Regions from separate parts of the Hordeum vulgare genome. Here region 1 is linked to region 2. The links are chromatin contacts, called in public Hi-C maps. All regions are on one chromosome and are shown on one strand. The core of a region is the stretch at or near the end of the contact, and the rest is flanking DNA. Distances in the headings are between cores, read along the strand shown. Region 1 has its middle 85 kb from the start of LOC123448668. Region 2 holds the start of LOC123448668 (zinc finger protein CONSTANS-LIKE 14-like).

Region 1 (6,813 bases), core at 1,180-3,679, 84 kb after region 2:
TTTGGGTATATATACATACTAAAAAAAATCTAGTGAGTATGTACGAAGTAAACGAATCCACATACCTAATCCAATTGGTACATACTAAATATTTTGGATATATTAATACGAAAAAATCTAATGCGTACGTACTAAATATTATAGATATGTACATACAAAAATTTGATGGATACACTAAATAAATGATTCATACATATCTAATTCGCACATATATGAAATAAATGTCCATATGCCTAATGTGTAAAATAAATTATTTCTAAAGATATGATACCATGTATGACATGTTTAATGACATCCATTTAATGATTTGCGTCATAATTATTTCCAAAATTAATTGTTTCAGAATTGGCAATTACTAGTGGATTGACTAGTTACCTTCTATACCTATCACAATAGCACGCATCTAAATGCAATTAAATGGTGGAAAGGTAAGGAGCGTGGGCATCTAGGTGTCCCAAACGGTCGTCCTTATATATATATATATACACGCTATTCGTCATACTGGGTGATGAATAGTTATTATCCCCCCTTTATTTTAACATCAATGCATCGTTGTTTTACATTACATATTTTTTTTCTTATTTCATACGTAAAAAGAGACTGTAACAAAATATATAATCACCGTAAAAAATATTTTGTTACATAAAATTACAAATGTAAAAATATAGTGTAAAATATACATAAAATGCATATTTTCTTTTCTTACGGCCTATATTTTTAAATTTTTATGCCAAATTTTATATAGTGGGTCAATATGAATGTAACTGTTTGTATTTCAAATCTAATTTATTTTTGAAAAGCTCGTAAGATTACCTCGGGTGAAGAATAACCTATTCTGCACTCTAGGTGATGAATAGAGTTTGTAATATATATATATGTAAAATGTTTGGGGCACCTAGATGGATGGGCATCTTAATTGTTTCGGAAACCGTGGTATATTTGATTAGTTTCTTAATTACTCCTCATGCAAGACTTTTCATACTTATGATTTTGTTTTTGTTTCCTAACTATTAGGCAAGCAAGACTCGCCATACAATAAATAGTATTACTTTTTTATTATTTAAACTGCTATGGTTATCTAATGCGCGTATTTTTTCAACTATTTCATTTTTCCTAACTATCTAATATGGACATCGAAGATCCATTAATGAAATAATGTACATACATGGGTTCGTATATACCGAATAGTTTATTTATTTCATAACTACCTAATACTGGTAGTCGGTATGTGATAACGAAATTATGTTTATAAACGGTACATATATACCAGGCCATGTAAAATATGGCCACACATATACTCGGGTACGTAAAATATACCTAATGATCTCCTAGTGTATCCAAATATGTTATACGACATGCTCACATAAATATTTTAGTATATAACCAATGAGTTAAAAAATAAAACAATATAACCAATGTATCTGCACATATATATACCCGGTTATATGAAAAAGGGTAGAAGACTGTTATAGGTATCCCATACACGTATATAAAATAAAATATGGCTATATACATACCCAACTGCATGAATTATGACATCCATAGGTATCCGGATACCGTATACAAATCTCAGATGTGGGGGTATGCAGAGAAATACGACGGGTATGCACGTATCCCAACAAATATTCATTTTGAGAACAAGTATATGCTTGATGACATATTCCGATAAGAGTGTATTTTCCGATAAATACAGTATTAGCGAATATGTGTTTTTTAATACCCAACATATTCTCAGGTATGCTTATACCCAACAAATTTTTGGGTATGTGCTACTTAGTAGTACGTCCATGCAAAAATACTTATTAGTACGTACATATTATTAGTTTATCTACATATAACAAATTTAAACTGATTTACTCAATTACCCTTTTAAGTATGTTTACATTTTTTTAATATATACCCGACTACATAAATGGTACGGAAATGTTGTAGGTATCCAAGTATACTGACATATCGCAAATCAGAAATATACAATTTGTTTAGAATACAATCATAAGGTACTAATTTCTAGTTTTTCTCTCTCCTAATTATATATACGGAAGAATGTAATGTACGTCATTTATTTTGCATGTCAGAAATTTATTACCATGCAGGACGTGTGATCGTAATATCCATTTATGATTAGCATTGTAATTATTTCGAAATAAATATACCCATTAACTTCACTATCCATATAACAATACGCATCTAAGTGCAATCTAAAGGTGGAAAGGTAAGGAGCGTGGGCACCTAGGTGTTCCAAACGATCGTCCTATATATAGTGTGAGCCTATTGTGTATTTCTGTTACCATCCTTAAGACCCTTATTCTCATGACACTTGGACTTATTCTGCTAACACCAAAAACGAAGGGAAAATACAAACCCACACCTCGTGCCACTAGAACCCACGTGTCCCCACGACCCACCACTTTTCCCTAAGCTCCACGCCTCCACCAACCTCGCTCCCCGATGCGGCCGCGCCGCCCCACCCCACCACGCCACCACCACCTGCCCCCAGCCCCGACGCCCACCACCACCTACCCGCCAGCCGGCGACCATGAGGGCGGCCACGACCACCGCGGCACCACACCCCACCTCACACCCGCTCGGCACGCCTCCCACCTAACCTCACATCCCCGCCACTCCCCCACCCAAGTCCGACGACCGACGCGCCTCAACAACTATCGGTGCAGCCAATCTACCAAGGTCGTCGTCCTTCCCCAGGCCACAGCCGCACCACCCCTCTCCAGGCCGCCGCGGTGCCCCGGAGACATACTCCTGCGTCGTGGTTGTCAGATCCACAACCACCACTACCCCACGCCGCCCAGGTGACATCCACCTGCGCCGCGGTTGACGGATCCACAACCCCACAGCCCGATCGAACTCCTGTCGCCCCCGACCGTCGGTGGATCCTGGTTGACAACCGCCCCCGGTGCTACCTACCACGGCAGATCTGGGCCGACACCCGCCCTCAGCGCGCCTCCCACGGCATATCCTGGCTGGCAGCCACCCTGGTCCACGGTGGAGCTCGCCTGCCTGTCCCCTCTCCCCCTCTTCGGTGAGCCCATCGTTGGGCTTCATCTCACAAGACGGTGAGTAGAGGAGGGGATCTGCTGCACCAGGGGTCGTCTTCTCCGACCCCGGCTGAGATCCACGGTTGGACAACATATTTGACCACACCTTCATCAAGCCCACGAGCGCTGGATCCAGAGCTTGATATGTCTTGAACTTATTTATAATTTATGAAGTATTTATGTCATGTTTATAAAATTTTCCTATGATTTTATTAGAACTAACTTGGACTGACGTTGTTTTCAGCAGAACAACCATAGTGTTGTTTTTATGGAGAAATAAAAATTCTGAAAATGGGCTGTAGAATATTTTTGAAAAATATAAAAAATACTGTAGGAAAGAGCTGGGCCAGGAAGTGGATCAGGAGGTCACAACCCTGCGAGGCACGGCCACACCCTTGGCTGCGGCCCTGTGGCTTGTGACCTCCTCGGAAAAGAAACCTAGATTGGGAGTTTCGTCACCGCTAAGTATTCCTATAAATAACCAAACCTCTAAAAACAAACCTAGATTAGGAGATCCGTCACCGCAAGCCTCCAGAGCCACGAAAAACCGATCAGGAGCCCGCTTCGGCACCCTGCTGGAGGGGGAAACCATCACCGGAGGCCATCTTCATCATCCCGACGGTCTTCATGACAAGGAGGGAGTAGTTCCTCCTCGAGCCTGAGGGTATGTACCAGTAGCTACGTGCTTGATCTCTCTTTCTCTCGTGTTCTTGAGATGGTATGATCTTGATGTATTACGAGCTTTCTTAATATCGATGAATCATATGGAGTTTTCCCCTCTTTATGTTCTTGTGATGAATTGAGTTTTCTCTTTGAACTTTTCTTATCGGATTGAGTCTTTAAGGATTTGAGAACACTTGATGTATGTCTTGCGATGGGATATCCGTGATGATAATGGGGTGTTATATTGATCCACTTGATGTATGTTTTGATGGTCAACTTGCGGGTTTCGTGACCTTGGGATTTATGGATAGGGGTTGGCACATGTTGTCGTCTTGACTCTTCGGTAGAAACTTTGAGGCACTCTTTGAAGTTCTTTGTGTTGGATTGAATATGATGAATCTGAAATTGTGTTATGCATATCGTATAATCAAGACCATGGGTACTTGTCGTGACATTGGAATATCTAGGTGACATTATGGTTTTGGTTGATGTGTATCTTAAGGTGTTATTTTAGTATGACCTCTAGGGCTGTTCGTGACATTTATAGGGATAGCTCATAAGATTGATCGGAAAAGATAACTTTGAGGTAGTTTCGTACCCTACAATTATTTCTTCGTTTATTCTCCGCTATTTGTGACTTTGGAGTGAACTCTTTATCGCACGTGAGGGATTTACATATGATTCAACTATGTTAGTATTGTTGGGAGAACTTGCACTAGTGTAATTATGGACCCTAGGCCTTGTTTCCAAGCATTTATACAGATTTTTACTCGTTGTTTACTATTTGGTACCTTTCTGTTTTTATATTTTTAGATTACAAAAACCTATATCTACCATCCATATTACACTTGTATCACCATCTCTTCGCCGAACTAGTGCACCTATACAATTTACCATTGTATTGGGTGCGTTGGGGATACAAGAGACTCTTTGTTATTTGATTGCACGTTCGCTTAAGAGAGACCATTTTCATCCTACGCCTCCCACAGATTGATAAACCTTAGGTCATCCACTTGAGGGAAACTTGCTATTGTCCTACAAAACTCTGCGCTTGGAGGTCCAACACGAGTCTACAAGAAGAAGGTTTTGTAGTAGACATCAAGCTCTTTTCTGACGCCGTTGCTGGAGAGGTGAGTGCTTGAAGGTATATCTTTAGGTCTTGCAATTAAATCTTTTAGTTTCTTGTTTTTCACTAGTTTGGTTTTATAAAAGAAAACTACAAAAAAATGGAATTGAGGTTGCCTCATATGCTTCATCTTTTCAATGTCTTTCGTGAAAATGATGGAAGGGAAAATTGTCCAATGTTAGAAGAAGAAGTTATTAAAATGTTTGTCAATAAATATTTGAGTGGTGACCATCATAGCAATATTGTTAGTATGAGTTCTTTAAATATTCATGATGCTAATGATATACAAAGCCACAAACTTGGGGATGCTATGCTTGATGAATATGATATTTTTTGTCCCCCAAGTTTTGATGAGAGAAACTATTATGATGATTGCATGCCTCCTACTTATGATGACTATTGTGATGATACTTATGCAATGAAAAAGAGTGATGATTACTATTATGATACTTTTCATAATTATGAATACCCTTTTATTGAATATTACTCTTTTAATATGAAACCAATTTGTAGTATTCAATTCTTTTGTGATACTCCCACTATTAGTCATGAGAAGAAATTTTCTTGTGTGTAGAGTAGTAAAATTTCTATGCTTGTAGATCATGAAAAATGCTTTATGTGCTGGTTATATTGTGAAATACCTTCATGATGCTACTGAAAAATATTATGCGGTAGGAACATATGCTTGTAGGAATTGCAATAATATCAAGTTTCCTCTCTATGTGTTCAAAGTGTTGAAGTTATGCTTGTTTTGCCTTCCTATGCTAGTTGATTCTTGCTTCCATAAATTTTTGTTCACAAAATCCCTATGCATAGGAAGTGGGTTAGAATGAAATGTGCTTGTCATGATATTCATGATGCTCTTTTGCATGTTATAATTATTATTCCTATGTGAGCATCATTGAAATCATCATGCCTAGCTAAAAGGCTTTAAAGAAAAACGCTTGTTCGGAGACAACCCAACACTTTTACTTTTTGTTTTTGGTGTTCATATGATTAAGATACTATAGTAATGATGTTTTATGCCTTTTATTTCAATAAAGTGCCAAGCAAAGCCTTTGGGATAGCGTGGATGATAGTTGACTTGATTCTGTGTAAAAACAGAAACATTTGCTCTCACTCCAGGAATTTTTTAAATTCACTCGAACGTGATTTTGATCTAAAGTTTTTACACATGATTTATATAAAAAATTCCTGGGTTGTTGTAATTATTTGGAATTGTTGGAGACATGGAAGTATGGTTAAACTACAGGTCTTCACAGCCTGTTCTGTTTTTGACAGATTCTGCTTTGCATGCATAGTTTTCTTGTTTTAGTATTCCCATAACTTATATTCAATGATATAAATTATGAGAATAGTACAATACAGTAGGTATCATGTGGGAACAATTATAAATCTTGTCTTGACAGTACCTAAGTGAATGATCATTATTTGTTATACTAAACCATCTCACGAAGTTCCGTTAAGTTTTGTGTGATTGAAGTTTTCAAGTTTTGGGTGAGACACTGATATGAGGAGAATAAGGGGTGACAAGAACCTGAGCTTGGGTATGCCCAAGGCACCCCAAAGGTAATATCCAAGGAAGACTCAAACCGACTAAGCTTGGGGATGCTCCGGAAGGCATCCCCTCTTTCGTCTTCAATATTATCAGTATATCTTACTTGGAGCTATATTTTTATTCGTCACATAATATTAGTTTTGCTTGGAGCATCATTTTATTTTGTTGTTCTGTGTAAGTTGTTATTTATAATATTTTTTCAATAAAAAGTTTCAAGATTTGCATTAGGATGCTTGCATTGTATGCTTTGATTGGTGTTGTGTAAAAACAGAAACTGGTGTTATAGTGTTTGAATTTTCATATTTTACTGGTACACGAAAAGTTTTGGAAATTTTTACACAGTGTTTTAATATAAATTTTGTAGCACTTTTCAAATTTTAATAATTTTTTGAGTTACAGAAGTACAATTTTTT
Region 2 (6,750 bases), core at 2,338-4,837:
TTCAATTTTTTGACCAGTCCAATAAGATTCACTGGAAGCTGTCTACCAATGGTATTTTCTCAGTAAAATCAATGTACATGGATTTAATTGACTTTGGGCCTCTTTCGAGATCATTGCATATGTGGAAAATTAAAATATCGCTTAGGATTAAAATATTCATCTGATTTGTACACAAGAGAGTTGTATTAACCAAAGATAATTTGATAAAGCGAAGACGGGTAGGTTGTTCTAAATGTTGCTATTGTGATCAAAATAAAACAATTAGACACCTTTTCCTCGATTGTTCTATAGCAAAATTATTATGACACACTCTTCATATTGCTTTCAACATCACTCCATCAACGAATATTAATATGCTATTCAGGACGTGGCTCAGTGGAGTAAACGGAACTATGGCGTATCATATTTGGATTGGAATATGTGCATTACTTTGGGCATATGGAACACTAGAAATGACATGATTTTTAATGACAAGACCTTTAATAATTTTTTGCAGGTTATATATAAGGCCACGTCTTGAATCCGTACGTGGTCGTTACTCAACCATGCGGACTAGAGGAAGCTTATGGTTATTGGATGCAACCGATGAGAGACGGGCACATGGGCTATCTTAAGCCGATTTGAACGACGGGTTAATAATAGGCTAGGTGTATATGCATCATAGCCTGATTTTGGTCTTGCCAGATGTGACAGTTTTTTTATTTTAATTATTTGTTTTTGTCTTGCTCAGATTGTGAGCCCTTCATAGACATACGATTTTATTTCTATGCATGGTTAATAATATATCTGCATGCATCAATTGATACAGAGGGCGGCAGCTTCCTTCATCCTTTTTCAGAAAATAAATGTAGTGGAATTAGGGAGATTCTTCTTACTTATGGTGAGTTCCTTGTAACTCCAAGAGATGTATGTTGAGCTGTAGAAATTTGGACTTAAGAACATCTCCAATAACGGTTGTAAAAAACACACTCGGGCGGTAAAACACCATTTTAACGTGCGCGGGACGGTTTCGCGCGCTCCAACGGAAGCGGTAAACTCAGGCGTGCGAAAAACGATTGCGCGCACACGGGAAAAAAGCGGGTGGGCGCGTGCTAGATTTAGGGCACGACCTCGAGTGCGCCTATAAAATGCAGCGCCTGCCACGCGCCCTTCCACCGAAACCGTCGCCCCCTCGCCTCGCCACGCGCCCCTCTGCCTCTTTTCTCGCCGCGCCGCCGGGGAACTTCGGGCAACCGCGGCGTCCGCGCACGTCCCTCCGGCACCTTCTACGTCGAGATCCGATCCGACGACAATTGCCTCGGCCTCGACATGTTCAAGACCGCCCACGAGGTCGTCCGCGCGTACGACGCGGCGGCGTGGCGCCTCAACAGGCCTTGTAGGAAGATGAATTTCCCCGAGGTGATGACGCTGGAGTGGACGCAGAACCTCGTTCCTCGTCCATGGGTTGTCACCGAAGAGGACCTTCGTCGGAACCGGAGGCGGGAGCACCGCCTCAGCATTGCTGAGATGGACGAGCATGCCATGGCGGAGTGGTGCACGACGTTCTCAACGAACGCGAATTCTTCGTGCAAAGGAGGGTGGAAAGAGCGGAGCAAGCCGCCTATCGTGAAGATAGGCTTACGCGGAAGCAAGCCGCATAGCCGCACACTTTCAGATGAAGCTGAAGGAATCGTCAATTTAGTCCTCCGACGATGAACGCTGGGCTGACGCCTTCATCACGTCGGAGTCTGATGACGATGAGTAGTCTTCTATCTATCTAGACTATCTATGATATGCTATGTATCGTTTTTTATCGTTTCTCTCTATCTAGGCTATCTATGCAACTATGCTATGTATCGTTTAAAATAACTTATGATAAAAAATGCGTTGCATTCATTGAAGTTTTTGCGTGTTTGCTGCAATGCCTCGCGCGTCAAATTTTGCTGTTTTCGTTGGAGCCAGCGTTCACCGACGTGCTAAAATTAGATGTGTATGCATTGTAAACTCAATTTGTGTGCTTTGCGCTTTGGGCGCATGTTGGAGATGCTTAAAAAAATATATGCCTCATCAACATAGCTATGACTTGATAGAAAAGCTTGCCGCGAATACTTGGCCACATATGGTGCAGAATATCTCTACTTCTCTGGTGTCTTCCGTTTGAATAGATATGCCGCAGATACTACCAGTTGTCTAAACACAAATTCAGTTAACATCCGAGCAAAAATTCTTCTTGGTTGATGAGTAATTGCAGTGGTGGAACAAAAATCCTGGCTACAGTCACAGTAATATATCTATCAAGCATGGGGAAATTAGTCAGATAGACTGAAGTACGTGGATTAAATTTATACCTCGTAACCAGGGGTTGGCATGGTTGCAACCTCATGGCTGTTATCTGTGCCAAAATCGCCATTTCCAGCAGTGTAGTGTGGCTGTGTCCAGGAAGGCAACTGATGAGCAGCTTGCTCTGCCTCCTCACGAGGTGTTATCTGACCGCCGCCCATGTCGACCTCCGCGAGCTCATGTAACTGCCGTATGACCTCATCATTCGTCTTTCCATTGGGCGACGAGTTGTGGATCTTTTGCAGATCAGTTAGAGCTAGGTGTGAGAATTCAGAGCAAGAGCAGAAAACTTGAGAATTTAATTTTGGCAGACGGCGAGCGAGCGAGCAGGTACCTTTGGGGACAAGGGCGTGACGAGGGGCTGGAAGCCATGGCAAGAAGTGGTGGGCACGATGAGATCCTCCAGGCTGAACACGTGGGGCTCCTCCCAGATGGCCCACCAACCGTCGTCGGCTTTGGCGGCCGAGGGTTTGTCCAAGTCGGGGACCCCGAGAAGAGCGGCGAGCTCGTGCGCCGACGGTCGTCCCGTATACCCCTGGACGGTGCATCGGTCGTGCAGCGGCAGCTCGCCGTCCCGGCTCCTCGCGAAGTCGCAGTTGGAGCAGAGGAATTCGGGGCCGCCGTGGCGGAAGACGGCCCCGGTGGCGCGGCATGCGGCGCAGAGCGGGGCGCGCAGGTGGCGGGAGCAGACTGCGTTAGCGGCGTGCACGTGGCGGTCGCACGGCAAGCAGAGCCTGGCGCTGTCGGCCCGGCAGTATACCACCGCCTGTGGGCCGCTGCAGTAGTCGCAGGTTACCGCGTCGCCGGAGAGCTCCTTGTCCATGACCGGCAGCTCTGGATCCTGGCGCTCGTCTTGACCCATGTGATGGAGTGGAATGGTCACTGGTGGAAAAGACGGAATGGTCGCTGGTAGAAAGTAGGCGCTGCTACCTACAAAAAGAAGAAGAAGAAGAAGAGGAGAATGAGGAGGTCGAAGAGATAATGCGTGCATATACGGCTTGCTTGCGGAAAAAGAAGGTGGGAGAAGAAGCACGAGAGCGGGAGTAAACCGCGAAAGGGATGGTTCGAAAGCTGCCTCGTCACTCACTCGCGTAGCTCGCTCCGATATTTCTGTGGATGACTGTGAGCTCTGAGGCCGGCGACGTGGCGGGGTCCGGCGTGCGTGAGGCTGCCCGCGGGCCAGGTGTTGGAGCGGCAGTCTCGTCGCGTCGACGAGCCGGACAAGAACGGCTTCTCCATGGTTCCATCGACTGTGGGAAAGGAAAGGGGATGCTGAGCTTGGCCCAGTTGTCTCACGAGATCTCTTGCAGGTCCAGCCGACAGGAGATGCGGCCGTTGGCGGAAAGGGACCGCTTGGATGGGTCTCAAGCCGAGCATGACGTAACGGCTGAGGTAATGCCGAGAGTATCCTATTCCTAGCGCGCGCAAATTCACTGTTTTCACCCTGATGCCAAACTTTAACACGATTTCATCGAATCTGATTTTTTTACCGTGATAGACGTTGATGGTAGAATATAAAAGGCTACCATCATGATCAACGGCGGTAGGTCTCTAGTGAACGTGCTGACGTGGCAATGGTGTGGCAAGTGGTTGTCGCGGTAGCAGGATAAAATCACTGTTCTGGCCCACAAAACGAAAAGAATTCACATAATTAACTTGACTTGAAAGTATTTTATGGTCTGACCTTTTTAGAAATGCCACAGCCCGTGGCGTTGCCTCTTCACGTAGAAATGTGAGTCTATCTTGACGTTTCTTGTCCACATACAAACGCGAGTCTACCGTCGAGTTGCAGTCCATGTAGAAACGCCAGTGATGCTGGCGTTGCTACCCACGCGCCAAACGCCATAGACAGTGGCGTTTCAACGCTACTAGCTGGTCAATCGAGGCTGTAGCAATAGCACTCACCTACATGAATTATTAGTGGAGCAAGCCACGCCTCTCTTTCTCTCTCTCTCCATAAATCTTGTGCAAGCAAACACAAGAAACATCACACATGCACACATACATCTGCACTCATGTGTATAGGTAATAGCTAGGCCTTGTAGTATGTCCTTTGCTTGCATCCATCATTCTCATCTCCATCAATATCTCACCCTGTGGCAGGCTTAGCTAGTAGGGCATGCATGCATGCAGCTTGAGGAGAGAGAGAGAGGAGTAATAAAGACAAGGGCACCTCTTACAAAGCCCTGGCTGGGTATTTAGTTGAGAAGGGTATGCACAAGCGCAAGAGGTGGCCAGCTAGGGGTCCTACAGGTGCATGCATGCATGCTTACTTAGTTGTTCTGCGCATGTATGCTAAATATGGGACATGATTGACATGAACATGCAGTGCGCCAGCGTGCTGCTGGAACAGTGCAGTGCAATGCAATGTCTGATACAAGGCTCCAGTCACTGCCTTGTGATGCATGCACATGCACTGCTGGCGCCACATATTATTTGGAGGTAATAGCATCCCAAGTCCTACAACTTGCAGCACATGTGATGGTTTGGTCCTACAACTTGCAAAGTGCACCTATTTAGTCCTAGAACTTGCAAGTGTTGTGCACTTTCAGGCCACAGCCATTCACAGCACGCCAAGTGGACAGGGTGGGTCAGGGTTGGTCATTTTGCGCCCAGGCCCTTGCATTTATCAGTTATTAATCGGCTGCTGTCGGTACCACCTAAGAAAACAGCTGAATTTAATAACCCTAATAACTCCTCTGTTCCACGACGACGACAACTTTTGTTCTGTTCATTCCTTCTCCCTTGTGGGCCGCTTTTCCTCTTTCTTCTTTCTTCCTCTCCCTCGTGCGCGTCAGCTTGTCTTCTCCTGATGGCGTTGTCGGAGTTCTTCGGCGGCCGGGAACCGCCTGCGTCGACCCACCTCGTCCGGCCGCACTCTGTTTACCCACCAGACTACGGTAGTTCTCGTTGTTCTCTCTTGTCCTCCGTGATCTCCTCTTCTCTGGTTTGCTGATCCATGATTTGCTGTGGTGAGAAGAAGAGTTGTTGCTTAGTATTACATATGTTGCTGCTGATGATTTAATGCTTTGCTCTTGCTCTGGTGAGAAGAAGAGAGAAGAAGAGTTGGTGTTGATTTATGGTTGATGTAGTTTTAACATGCTTAAGCTATGGATTTAGGTTCTGGTATTTAGGATTGTAGAAGTTGTTGTGTTTTTGTGTGTGTGCAAGTTACATTTTCTTGTTAGATCTTGTGAGAAGAAGAGTTTTTGCATCTGGTGCTTAGTTTTAACTAAACACATCATGTAGTTTTAACTGAATTTTGCACTGTTTGGATGCAGTGTGTGATTCATTAATGGGAAAAAGTGTGTGCACTCCTTTTCACACTGGAAATTGAGCATGGTGGCATTTTCCTAGGAGCAGTCAGTGAGCTGGAGTATTATAACTCTTCTGTGGAGGTGCTGGACTATTTAGATCCTGCCACATTTAGTTATGAAGTATTAGAACAGCACCTAAACTGGTTCGGATATCCTAAGAATCAGCACATCATCTACTGGTGTTTGCCTGACAAGAAAATATTTGATGGCCTGGTGAGAATTACAGATGATGAGGATCTGCAGCAAGTGATCAGAGCTAGTGTTAATCATAAAGTGCTTCTAATAATGGTTGACCATTCAGACTTCATCAGTAATTTCAGGGGAGACTTGATATCGAAGGAGACATCATTTCAAAGCCCTGTTAGAGTGGCCAACTGTTCTGTTGATGCAAGCAATTCAGGCAACATCATCTGTTTGAATGTTGATAAACCAACTTCAGAGGTTGCAGAAGATAGCACAGAACCAGACAATTTGCTTACTGATGCTGCAAATCTTCTGACGGATGTTGTACACACACATGTGGTTACTGATGGTGCAGAGCCAAATTTGCTGAATGATGGTGCTTGTCACGCCCAAGATGCAACCCTATCCTCAATTTGGCACGAAGGCCTCGTCACGGATAGAAGCGCATCTCGTCGTGTCGCAAGAATGGATATCGTTACAAGTACATGTACTAAAAAGAAGAGATATATTTAGAATTGGCTTACACTCGCAACAAGCTACATCAGGGTCACATCAGTACATTACATAAACATCAAGAGTAAGAGCAGGGTCCGACTACGGACGAAATCAAACGACAAAAGAAGAACGACGTCCATCCTTGCTATCCCAGGCTGCCGGCCTGGAACCCATCCTAGATCGAAGAAGAAGAAGAAGAAGAAGAAGCAACTCCAAATGAACAATCAACGCGCTTGCGTCAAGTAACCTTTACCTGTACCTGCAAGTGGTGTTGTAGTAATCTGTGAGCCACATGGGACTCAGCAATCTCGTTTCCAAAGGTATCAAGACTAGCAAAGCTTAATGGGTGAGGTAAGGTTAAGTGGTGAGGTTGCAGCAGCGGCTAAGCATATATTTAGTGGCTAAACTTACGAGTACAAGAAATAAGAGGGAGAAG

Evidence for each region. Hi-C and Micro-C count contacts between places; a contact is called where the count stands out from the background.
Region 1: a contact with region 2 is called in a Hi-C map of leaf, with 2.0 times the contacts expected there. The contact joins the enhancer-like site here to the promoter of LOC123448668 in region 2. A contact is called at or near these places in 2 of 6 Hi-C or Micro-C datasets (leaf and seedling).

Annotation. Positions count from the first base shown.
Region 1 is chr4H:379,164,877-379,171,689 of MorexV3_pseudomolecules_assembly, forward strand. No RefSeq gene overlaps it. Among protein-coding and RNA genes, the nearest start is that of LOC123448668, 85 kb to the left of the region's middle. Within about 2 kb of position 2,430, at least 3 of the 3 cell types and tissues checked have open chromatin away from gene starts, as enhancers often do. A contact at or near this core is called in leaf and seedling, where this site is marked.
Region 2 is chr4H:379,079,472-379,086,221 of MorexV3_pseudomolecules_assembly, forward strand. LOC123448668 (zinc finger protein CONSTANS-LIKE 14-like) reads right to left here and starts at 3,588. Exons shown (of 5, transcript XM_045125631.1): 1 at 3,407-3,588; 2 at 2,654-3,249; 3 at 2,328-2,555. The coding sequence starts at 3,566. It overlaps LOC123448669 (a long non-coding RNA gene), which reads left to right. Exons shown (of 2, transcript XR_006631897.1): 2 at 497-803.